Regions from separate parts of the Sus scrofa genome. Here regions 2 and 3 are each linked to region 1. The links are chromatin contacts, called in public Hi-C and HiChIP or PLAC-seq maps. All regions are on one chromosome and are shown on one strand. Each heading gives the region's core, a stretch centred on a gene start, on an enhancer-like site or on the middle of the called end of the contact. The rest is flanking DNA. Distances are from core to core; before and after follow the strand shown.

Evidence for each region. Hi-C and Micro-C count contacts between places; a contact is called where the count stands out from the background. HiChIP or PLAC-seq counts read pairs in DNA pulled down with a chosen protein or histone mark.
Region 2: a Hi-C map of omental adipose tissue shows a contact between it and region 1, with 2.9 times the contacts expected there. The contact joins the enhancer-like site here to the promoter of CHMP6 in region 1. A contact is called at or near these places in 1 of 5 promoter capture datasets (fetal liver), 17 of 47 Hi-C or Micro-C datasets (alveolar macrophages, embryonic fibroblasts, epiblast stem cells and 9 more) and 2 of 2 datasets of contacts at active chromatin or transcription factors (alveolar macrophages and skeletal muscle).
Region 3: a contact with region 1 is called in an H3K27ac HiChIP or PLAC-seq map of skeletal muscle, with 4 times the contacts expected there. The contact joins the promoter of RPTOR here to the promoter of CHMP6 in region 1. A contact is called at or near these places in 1 of 5 promoter capture datasets (liver), 2 of 47 Hi-C or Micro-C datasets (heart right ventricle and liver) and 1 of 2 datasets of contacts at active chromatin or transcription factors (skeletal muscle).

The regions. Positions count from the first base shown.
Region 1 is chr12:1,696,823-1,700,245 of Sscrofa11.1, forward strand. It overlaps CHMP6 (charged multivesicular body protein 6), which reads right to left and starts at 1,525. Exons shown (of 8, transcript XM_021066499.1): 1 at 1,392-1,525. The coding sequence starts at 1,454.
Region 2 is chr12:2,088,279-2,091,701 of Sscrofa11.1, forward strand. No RefSeq gene overlaps it. Among named protein-coding and RNA genes, the nearest start is that of NPTX1, 53 kb to the left of the region's middle. Within about 2 kb of position 1,488, at least 50 of the 83 cell types and tissues checked have an H3K27ac peak or open chromatin away from gene starts, as enhancers often do. A contact at or near this core is called in alveolar macrophages, embryonic fibroblasts, epiblast stem cells and 8 more, where this site is marked.
Region 3 is chr12:1,989,958-1,993,380 of Sscrofa11.1, forward strand. RPTOR (regulatory-associated protein of mTOR) reads right to left here and starts at 1,887. Exons shown (of 34, transcript XM_021066495.1): 1 at 649-1,887. The coding sequence starts at 810.

The DNA.
Region 1 (3,423 bases), core at 275-2,774:
GGGTCATGGGACAGTGTGCAGGAGGTCCCAGTTCCTCCGCTCAGGTGTTCACCCTCGAAGATACCAGGCAGTAACTTCCGTGGAGTGTGAACCGACGGAGTTATTCTGCTGTGACCCCACCAGTGTGAATTTTTGGCAACAGCAAGGTCTCCTTGGAGAGAAACCCCAAGATGAGCCCTCGGAGAGAGAAGAGCCAGAAGCCCAGGGTGGAGCAGAGCCCCTGGGGGTGAGGCCCACGGCAGGTGCTCCAGGCCCTGATCTTCTCCAGCGACGACGGACACGCCTGCCGCCTCTTCTTCCGCAGGGAACTGTAGTTAAAAACTTACAGCTTACAGAAGCCACAGTAAAACAAAACGAAACCCATCTGCCACTTGCATTACTTTCTTGGTACAAAAACTACCTTTTCCTTTTCTTTTTTTTTGTCTTTTTAGGGCCTAACTCGCAGCATATGTAAGTTCCCATCCTGGGGATCACTAGCCTACCCCACGGCCACAGCAACGCCAGATCCGAGCCACATCTTCGACCTACACCACAGCTCACAGCAACATGGGATCCTTAACCCACTGAGCGAGGCCAGGGATGGAGCCGGCAACCTCATGGTTCCTGCTCGGATTCGTTTCCACTGCGCCTCGACGGGAACTCCACACACACGATTCTTTCCACCGAAACTAACTTTCACATCAGCGCTCCATTGCAAGAGACACCTGACTCTACAGGCAGGTACACCACCACCACCTACAGCTTAGGGGGGGCTGGCGTGGCCCCAGAAGCTCGGGGACTGCACAGGTTGCAGGTCAGAGCAAGGGCCAAGGCAGACTGGAAGCATGTGGGAGAAAGTTGCGCAATCAGAGCCTCCCCTGCTTAGATCCCCAGTTCTGAGAGCAGCGATAAGGCCCTACTGCCCAGCCAGCGCCAGGGCCTCCCACCTGGGCCGGCCACGCAAGCGGGCGACGGTGAAGCACGGCGGGGCCGGGCCGGGACTGGGAAGCGGGTCGGGGTCGACTCCCGTGGTGCGGGAGCTTAGGAAACCACACCCGCACGCGTGGACTCGTCCAAGGACAAGGTACGACCACAAACAGCGAGACGCGGGCACCGCCTCCGGAAACGGGAGGCGCAGTTCAATTACCGCACCTGGATCGCCCACACCTGGACGACCGGGTTCGCTCCGACTCGGGGGGAACCCGGCCCGGACACGCTCCCCACCGGAAGCCCACTGCCCCAGCCGGGCTCGGAAACCCGCCCGGGCGCCGGGCCCTGCCCGGGGCCGGGCGGCCGGCGGGCACGGAGCCCGAGGCGAGGATCGCAGCGGCAGCCGCCCCGCTCCGGTTTCCCCGCCCGGGCCCGGGGGTGCCCGGCCCGCGCCCACACGCCCGCGGGGCCCGGCGTCTCACCAGGATGGCCTTGTCCTGCTCGGTGACCCGGCTCTGCTTCTTGCGGCCGAACAGGTTGCCCATGGCGGCCCGGCTCGCACCCCGGCCCCGCCGCCGGCCGAGCCCACGCCGCGCGGCCACCGTAGCCCGGCCCCGCCCACCGCGGCCCGGCCCCGCCCACTACGGCGGCCGCCCGGGGCCCGGCGCCGCAGAGCGCGGGTCGCGACCGCCCGCGGAGGGGCCCCGCCTGGAGGCGTGGCGGGGCGCGGCCGCGCGGCCCCGGGGGCGCGGTTCGCGGCGTTCCCGGAGAGCCGCGCCTGCGTGGTCTTCAAGACTGAACGTTCCCGCTGCCGCTCCGGGGGACCCTTGCACTGTGACTGCGCGCCCTGGGCGGTCAGAAACCTTGCGCGCGAGTCGCTGCCCTGCTGGCTGTGCCCTCAAAACGCTGCCTTTAGTGATGTTACGTCCCAGGGGGTCAGAGTGTCCGCCGAACCGCCCTCGGGACACCCGGAAGGGGGACGCACGCCCCGCCTTCCCCACCTCGCTCTGCGCCCCCGGCCCGTGGGCAGACTCGGAGGAGCCCAGCTTCTGGTTTCGTGGCGGGAACCCCCCGCGGGGCATCGGGGATACAGGGCGGGACGCCCCGCACACCTGCAGACTAGGCTTCCACCGTGTTCCTGTCTGGGGGGCTCGTAAGGTGGCACCCAGCCCTGTTCGGTCACCCCAGCAGCCAGTCTGCCTGGGCTTGGTCACCTTTCTAGCAGCCCAGCAGCTCCTGGGCAGTGGGGAAGTAGTAAGGCAGGCCCATGGCGCGTGCCCAGCGCTCAGCCCTTTCTGTGAAAGGAATTCGTTCAGAAGCAGTGTCCCCCGGGCCCCATGATGGATCTCTCTCTTTTTTTTTTTTTTTTGTCTTTTTGCCATTTCTTGGGCCGCTCCCGTGGCATGTGGAGGTTCCCAGGCTAGGGGTCGAATCGGAGCTGTAGCTGCCAAGCCTATGCCAGAGCCACAGCAACGCGGGATCCGAGCCGCGTCTGCGACCTACACCACAGCTCACGGCAACGCCGGATCGTTAACCCACTGAGCAAGGGCAGGGATCGAACCCGCAACCCTATGGTTCCTAGTCGGATTCGTTAACCATTGCGCCACGACGGGAACTCCCCCATGATGGATCTTTAAGTCCAAATGGTGCCGCTGGCAGGAGTGCCCTGGGCGAGGGGGGCAAATCTGTACCCAGGATGAGAGCAAGTCACTGCCCCACGAGGGAAGGGTCCTCATTAGTCAACCTGCTGTCGGCGGGGCTGGCTGGCCCCCAGAGAATGGTGCTGTCTGGGGCCCTCGGCAGTGGTGGCCAGGGGAGCCTCAGTGAGGGGACGTCTGTGCTGCCGAGTTCCCCAAAGCCACTCTGTCCACTGACCGAGCACTGGCGTCCAGAGTGTGCACTGCGTCCACCCGAACTACTGAGCGCCTCCTGGACAGAGGAGGCTCAAGCCGCCTTCCCGGGGACCCAGATCTCTGCCCCCCACGTCGCTGCCCCAGGTGTCCTCGTGACCCGTCTTCCAGTGCCGTTTCTTTCCAGTCTCTGGTCATCCACTGCACCTCAGCAGCTGCCTGTGATTCACGGCCGATGAAACTCCTTGCCGTGTCTCGCTGCACACGTACAGGCGCGGGTCCGAGCTGCTGCTGGTTCCCGTCCAGAGGCCAGCAATACGGCGACCTTTGCTGTAAAGAGAGTCACACGAATTTCTCGGCTTCCCAGGGCGCATGAAAGTTGGGTGGCTTACAGTCCCCTCATGGCTCAGTGGTAACGATCCCGACGAGTGATGCCGGAAAGCTGGTACCGGAGTCCGGGTTCCTGTTCCCAGCGGTCGAAGAGTGAACTCAAGCAAGCAAGCAAAGTCTTTATTAAAAAGAAGCAAATAGCCCCCGGGACAGGCTGGGAGGGGGAGAAGGGCTCCCCTTCCTCTCTTGTCCTTTTAGCTCTTCAAGGTGGGGGGCCACCAACACGGGGTCCAGAAAGATGGGGTCTTCCCCCATGGGCCCTGCTCGATTACCC
Region 2 (3,423 bases), core at 238-2,737, 390 kb after region 1:
CAACCGCTGGGCAAGGCAGCATGGTTCCTACCACTGTGGGTTTACCATCTGGCAGTGGAGGGGAGGCAGACAGGCCAATTCCATCCCAGTGTGAGAAAAAGGGAGCAACTCCTGGTCCTGCAGGATGAGGGGGGGATCACGGGAGGACCTGAGAGATGCAGAGTGAGCCAGAGGAGGAAACACCACGGCCAAGGTCAGGCGGGCAGATACAGCACAGCACGTCTGAGGAAGCCGAGGTCCTCCGGAGAGGGTGAGGAGCAGGCGGCAGCGAGAGCGGAGCCTGCAGTGAGTCACACTAAGCAAGCGGCGTAGCAGGAAGGGCCGTTACACCTTGTCACTGAGTGTTACTCTTGTTGACCATGAGATCCCAGGATGGACACCTGTGTCTTTCAAGTGGACTAGGTGGCGACCTGCTCATAGCTGTTTTTTAGGGAAACTGCTCTGCGGACAGCATAGAGAAGAGACCCAGCGAAGATGCTGTCTGTCGCCTACAGGAGACATGACCATGTCCCAGCCAGGGAAGGGGCAGCAAGGAAAGAGACAAGGGGACAGCCGTGACAGTAAAGGAGTGGAAAAAATGGAGTTGCGGTGTGACCTGCGGGAGGAGTCTGGGAAGACAGAGATTTCTAGCTTGGGTAACTTGGGGTGTGTTACCGTGGCTACCTGAGATGAGGAGCCCTAGATGATGGCCAAACCTGGAGATCGCGAGTTAATACGGACTTAAGCCACAGACTCTATTCAACTTTTGCCCTCTCCCCTTTTCTACAAGTCTTTCCAGCTTATTAAGCAGCTCCCACAAAAGAAGAAGCAGGGTTCCGCCCTGGCACAGTTCCCTGGCCGGACCTCCGCCTCTCTCACTAATGCACCCGGGCCCGAGCGGTGCGGACGCAGGCCAGTGTCCCCCCCAGGGGTTACCTCGAGTTCAGGGTAGTTGAGCACCACCAGCGAGGCGCAAGCGCTGACACTGTCGTCCTTCACAAAGGACACGTCCACGCCCCCGACCCTCTGCAGGCCCGAGAAGGCGGGGTCTCGCTGCCACGCTCTGTGTCCCGGTCCACGACAAGAGCCTTCAGCCGGGCTTGCTCCCTGAGGGCAGGGCAGACACAGGTCGAACAGGCCGCCAGGCCCAGCTCCCCGGGCCCCGCGGAACGGCCACGCCCGGGGGTCAGGGGTCCTCCCGCTCTCAGCCGCTCCCTCCTCCGGGACCCCAGATGCGGCGCCGGAAGCTACGGCTCCCGAAGGCACCTTTCGGCCGCACACCGGAGGCGGGCCCAGGCCCCCCGCGGCCCCAAAGCCGGGGTTACGAGGTCAGAGGCCCGCGAGGAACCGCATCGCTCCAGTCCCTAACCCTGCGCACTCCCCAGCCCCATTACCGTTTCCAGAGTGACAACGTCTCCTCCTGCGGCCCCCGCGCCGCCTTTCGGGCCATGGCACGACCCTCAGCGCTCTTCCGGTAGAGTCACTTCCGGAGCGCCGCGCGCAGGCGCCGGACGCCGTCGTCATGGCGGCGGTCAGGGGCTTCCGGGACACCGCCCCCTAGTGGCCGGAGGTCCCGCTGGGGATGAGGGGCGCTGGAGGAGCGGAGGCCGAGCTTAAGGGGGCTTTCCCCGCAGTCGAGCGCGGAGCACGGTCGCTCCCCTCCGGGGCCCGAAGGTTACACTGGCAAACCTCGATCTGCAGGAGAAAAGCTCGTGTATACATTTCACTGAATTTCTGCCGGACACGGGACTCATCGCCGGAGAAGAGACCCGCAGCGACCAGAGTGGGCAGCTTTATTCCTTTTAGAGAAAGAAGCAATGAGCTCTTGAAAGACTGACCAGGCGCAGGGGTGGGCCGTGGGGAGTAAATGGCGAAGCCGGGTTGAGGTTTGCTCCTGGGCCCTGAACGCGCTGCCTCTGGCGATGAGAAAGTCTCCCGCCTGGTGCAGAGAGGGGACGTTTCACCGGGGAGATGAGTGAAAGTGGGAGACGCAGGAGTGACCCTGTTGCTCTTCTGTCTTCTCAATTTCTGCGCCTTAAGATCAGTAGGCCGAGGTGCCACTTTGGGGGGGTTATGCCCTGACCGCTGGCACAGCGCGTCCACATACACACGTACCTTGACTTCAGTTTCAGAGACGCTAAAGGTTTTGAGGGCAGGACACAGTCCTTGGCCAGGCCAGACTCATAAATTTGAGTCTGTGGATGCTGGTGAGCAGAGAGCCTCAATAGAGTCAACCTTTGGAAACTGACTTCGCTGTGCTCTTCAATTCCGTGAACACAGCTTCTGTTCGCTTTGTGCCAGCACCCGTTTAAACTAGGTTTGGGAAAGGCCTCTCTGAAGGGTGCTATTTAAGAGGAGACCCTGAGGGTGACTAGGAGAGAGTGTGCCGGGCAAAGAGAGGTAGCAGAGGCTGGTGTACGGGCTGTAGTGAAAGGCAGCCAGCGAAGCTGAAATGTGGCATTTAACCTGCGGCTTACGTTCTATTAGGATGAGCAGTGTGGCCTGAGCATAGACGCAAGAACACAGGCAAGACGAGGATTCGAGTCTGAGGTCCAGAAAAGCCTTCACGTGGCCTTGGGCCGCTGGTGGGGCCCTGACATGTGCTGTGTTCAGCTGGGAGAGTTTGAGCGTTCCCTGAGCTCTCATTGCCAGCCGGGCACAGAGCTGTGAGTGATGCATCTTGTCTGACTTCTCCCCACAGCGCGGAGGGTGTTTTACAGACGGGAAGCTTGAGGCTTCAAGAGGACATGTGGCTTGCCCGGGGCCACAGAACTGGCAAATGGGAGAGCCAGGATTTACTCTGGGGTCCCCCTGGGCTATCTGTGTGTCAGTCCTGCCATGTAGAGGTCAGGACACAGAGGCCCTGGGATTCAGGAACCAGGAGTCAATCGCTGGCCTGTGAGAGGTGAAGTCAGGGTGCAGGCGTGGTGACGGGGAGGGGAGGTGGGGGGCCTGGAACACTCCCGGACTAGGTGCGAAGGGAGCAGAGTTGGAGGCAGGTCTTTGCAGGATGTGCCTCCCCGGGGGGCGGGGGGCTTCCGTGAGCTCCAGCTGGGCCCTTTCCCTCCAGTTTCTCTCTGCTCCTGCCCCAGATGGTGTCCCAAAATACCCCCCGCTCCTCAGCAGGAAGCACAGGCCCGCTGTCCCCAGAATACACTTCAGTCAGATGAGGTGTGAATTTTGTCAGCGTTTGCTTTCTTGGGAGAAAGCACTTCCCTGGTGTTTTTCCAGTTGGAAACGGGACTGATGATGCTGGAGCGCGGGATTAACGAGTGACCAGGGCTGGAGGGGAAGGTCAGGGTTGGGGGGAGCTGCCAGGGAGGAGGGAGGTGGACACGACCCAGACGCGGAGGGAGGAGGTGGGACAGCCGGGGACACGTCGCCTTCAGGAACCAGCGCTTCTCTTCTGAGCCGGATTCTCTCCTGGGGGAGCCTTTCCTTTCT
Region 3 (3,423 bases), core at 637-3,136, 290 kb after region 1:
CCCCTAAAACCTAAACCCCCGTTTCACCCCGTCATACTCCAACTGCACTATTAGAGAAATTCCGTCTCCAAGTAACAGTAACAAGACACCACACAAAAGGAGGACAGTCTGGATTCCAGAAAGCTGTTTAGAAGGCTATGATGGAGTTCACCGTAACTTTGAAATAACTACGCATGAACTTGTTACCACCTGAACATTTGCCAGTAACCTTGTTTCCTAGCATACGATACTGGACTTCTGCACTTGCCCTAGCTTGGACCGAAAAAGTAAATTAGCCACAAAAGTAGACTAACCACGTGGGTACAAATATTATGTCCCAAGCTGTTTTTCCTCTAAGTGTTAACAGTGCCAAGTATATCAAGGGGCATGTGACAATGCTGGGTTTTCTAACATACTTAACTTGGACTGTCTGAATTAGAACTTAGTTTGTACCGAATTAACTCTCCAGGGAATAACTGCGAACCGAAACAGCCTTTTCCACTTACAGCCAAGACCCAGAGTCTGAAATGGTTTGTGCTTTTTGGTTGACTTGAAACACACAGCTGGGAAAAAATACCGCCGCTTTCCCAAGGACACTCCTCTGGCTCTAAACTAACTTCCCTGAAAAAAACTACCAAGGTCCAAGGGGCGCAGGCGCGATCCACTTACCCGATCCTTCATTCTCCAGCTCTGAGCTAAGGACTTGGAGCCTTCAATTTTCTCACAGTGCCTCTTTTTCATAAAAGCCAAAGGCAGGTTCCAGTCTGTAAGGTCGGCCTCATCGTCCTCCCCGAGTCCCAGGAGGGGCGACTGCAGCATCTCGGACTCCATCACTGGGGGAGGGGGTGGGGGAGTCCTGGGCAGCAAGCGCTCGAGAACCTCCAGCCTTGAAAACCAGTGTGTACCAGAATTGGCGAACGAATACACAGAAGAGGGAGGAGTAGAAAATGAAACGGATAGTGAGTGTGCGGAGACCCTCACTCAGGCAAAAAGTCTGCGATCCTTCTCTAACTCTGCGCGGGAAGTCGGAGGCGTGGGAAGAGCGGTGGGAAATGAGGGAACCCAAGGAGCTCCGCACAGACACAGGCGGCCCAGATCCCAAGCCACCGGCTGCTTCCGCGGCTGTCGGTTCCCGGGGGGCTGCGAGCGGAGCTGTCAAAGGCGTGCGAGACTCCAGGCCTCACGATGACCCTGCCCTCGGCCTCCAACGCCTCAGCCGATCCGAGGACAGGCAGGCCGCCCGCTCTTGGTGCCGGGTCGCCGACCGGGCTGAGGTCTCCGGCCGAGGGGAAGAGGTTCAGAGAGCTTCGGGTCTCCTGCAGCCACTCTCAGCCTTGCGGGTCCCGCACTCGCCGGAGCTGCTGCAACCAGAGCCAGGACCGGCCCATCGTGCTCGCCCGCAGCCGGCTCCTCAGCCCCGAGTCCGCGCGGCCTGGCTGGTCCTGGCCTCCGGCCCCGTGGCCCTCTCCTCCCTGAGAACGAGTCCTTAGAAACGGGCGACACGGAGCCGTGGAGAAAAATGCGTAATGTGGGCTTATTGGGTCTCGGGACTTTTGCCCTCTGGTTTGAAGCTACAGTGAAACTCCGCTCATCAGCACATCAAGGAGGACGCCATATTGCCGAGGCCCAGCATGCAGCGCGACTACGGCGTGCCTAACAGGCCAAATGTCCTCAGAGCGTTCCGGCCCGTGCGTCCCAGGAAACTGCGAGAGGGTTCCCCCCCCGTTACTATGGTTACCACGATTCAGTTTGCCAGAGTTTATTGCCATTCGTTCAAGAGATGCGTCATATCGAAGTCAGTCCTATAAATGAAACTCTGTTAATTAATTTTGGAAAAAAAGCTTTTTATTATTACAAATGGACCTACATGCTTCTGAAATTAAAGGAATCGACCCCTTGTTTCTTCCAGATTGTGAAAAAGCTGCAAGGCTTTTGATAATATTACAAAAGAAGATCGTGTTTGGGGTGGGGAGTTGTAGTATCCGCCACAGTAGCGATCAGATTTTATTTTTTTCAGGGGACACTAAGTGAAAAAAAATGTATTTTCTGAGTGGTTTATTCCTTGATATAGTTTCATGTGCAAACAACTAAAAGCTACAGATTTTTCTTTTCTTTTTTGTCTTTTCCAGGGCCGAACCCGCGGCATATGCAGGTTCCCAGGCTAGGGGTCGAATCAGAGCTGTGGCCACTGGCCTACACCACAGCCACAGCAACGTGGGATCCGAGCTGTGTCTGCAACCTACACCACAGCTCACGGCAACACTGGATCCTTAACCCACTGAGCAAGGCCAGGGATCGAACCCGCAACCTCATGGTTCCTAGTCGGATTCGTTAACCACTGAGCCACGACAGGAACTCCAAAAGCTACAGATTTCTATGCATGGCAGCCCTCCTGTGTTACTTTATTGTTCTATTTGGTAAACACTGTCTATTCACCATGTGTGGAGAACTGTGTCCCAAGCAGCATGCAGGCTGCCTTCAGTAAACGTAGTATATAGGGAGACACATGTGCAACCGGTGCATAAAGCTGGTAAGGGCCTGAGAAACTCAACTCCCCTCTTCGTTTCACCCTGAGGTCAGACCACCTGAAGCTGCATCTCGGCTGCATCTCTCCATCTCCGTGACCTTGGTCAGTCCGTTAACGACTCAGTCTCAGCTTCCTCAGCTGTAAAACTGGGTTAAGAATACCCATCTTAGGAGTTCCCCTTGTGGCTCAGCGGGTTAAGAACCCAACCAGTATTCATGAGGATATGGGTCGGATCCCTGGCCTCGCTCAGTGGGTTAAGGATCCGGCATTGCCGTGAGCTGTGGTGTAGGTCACCGATGGGGCTCAGGTCCTGAGGTGCCGTTGCTGTGGCTTTGGCTGTGGCATAGGCCGGCAGCTGCAGCTCTTATTCGACTACCAGCCTGGGAACTCCTATATACCACAAGTGTGGCCCTCAAAAAACAAATAACAACAAAAACAAAAGAAACCCACCCTAAAGGATAAATTAACCTATGTAAGCATCTAGTATGCAGTGAGCACCCAATACAATGCCAGCAGTGATGGGTCTCTCGCTAGAGTGAAATCTAGCAGCCCCATGAGCTTTACTCATCTAAAACTTCAGGCTGGGCTCTAGAAGATACTCTTTTTTTTCAGTGTGGTTTCCTAGGGCTTTGACACCCTATGGCAGTCCATCTCAAAATACTGATGGCAGGAGTTCTCGGGTGGCCCAGCAGTTAAAGACTTGGTGTTGTCCCTGCTGGGGCTGAGGTTCAACCCCCGGCCCAGGAACTTCCTCATGCCACGGGCATGGCCAAAAAAAAAAAATCCTGATGGCATTTGTGTTCCTTTCAACATCCGAGTAAATAGTGCAATCCCAGATTATTCTCACCTAGCATACAGCAGACGTTTCACAGAAATGCTTGGCTTTTCTCGTTTAGCATTCTAAATATGCATTCAGT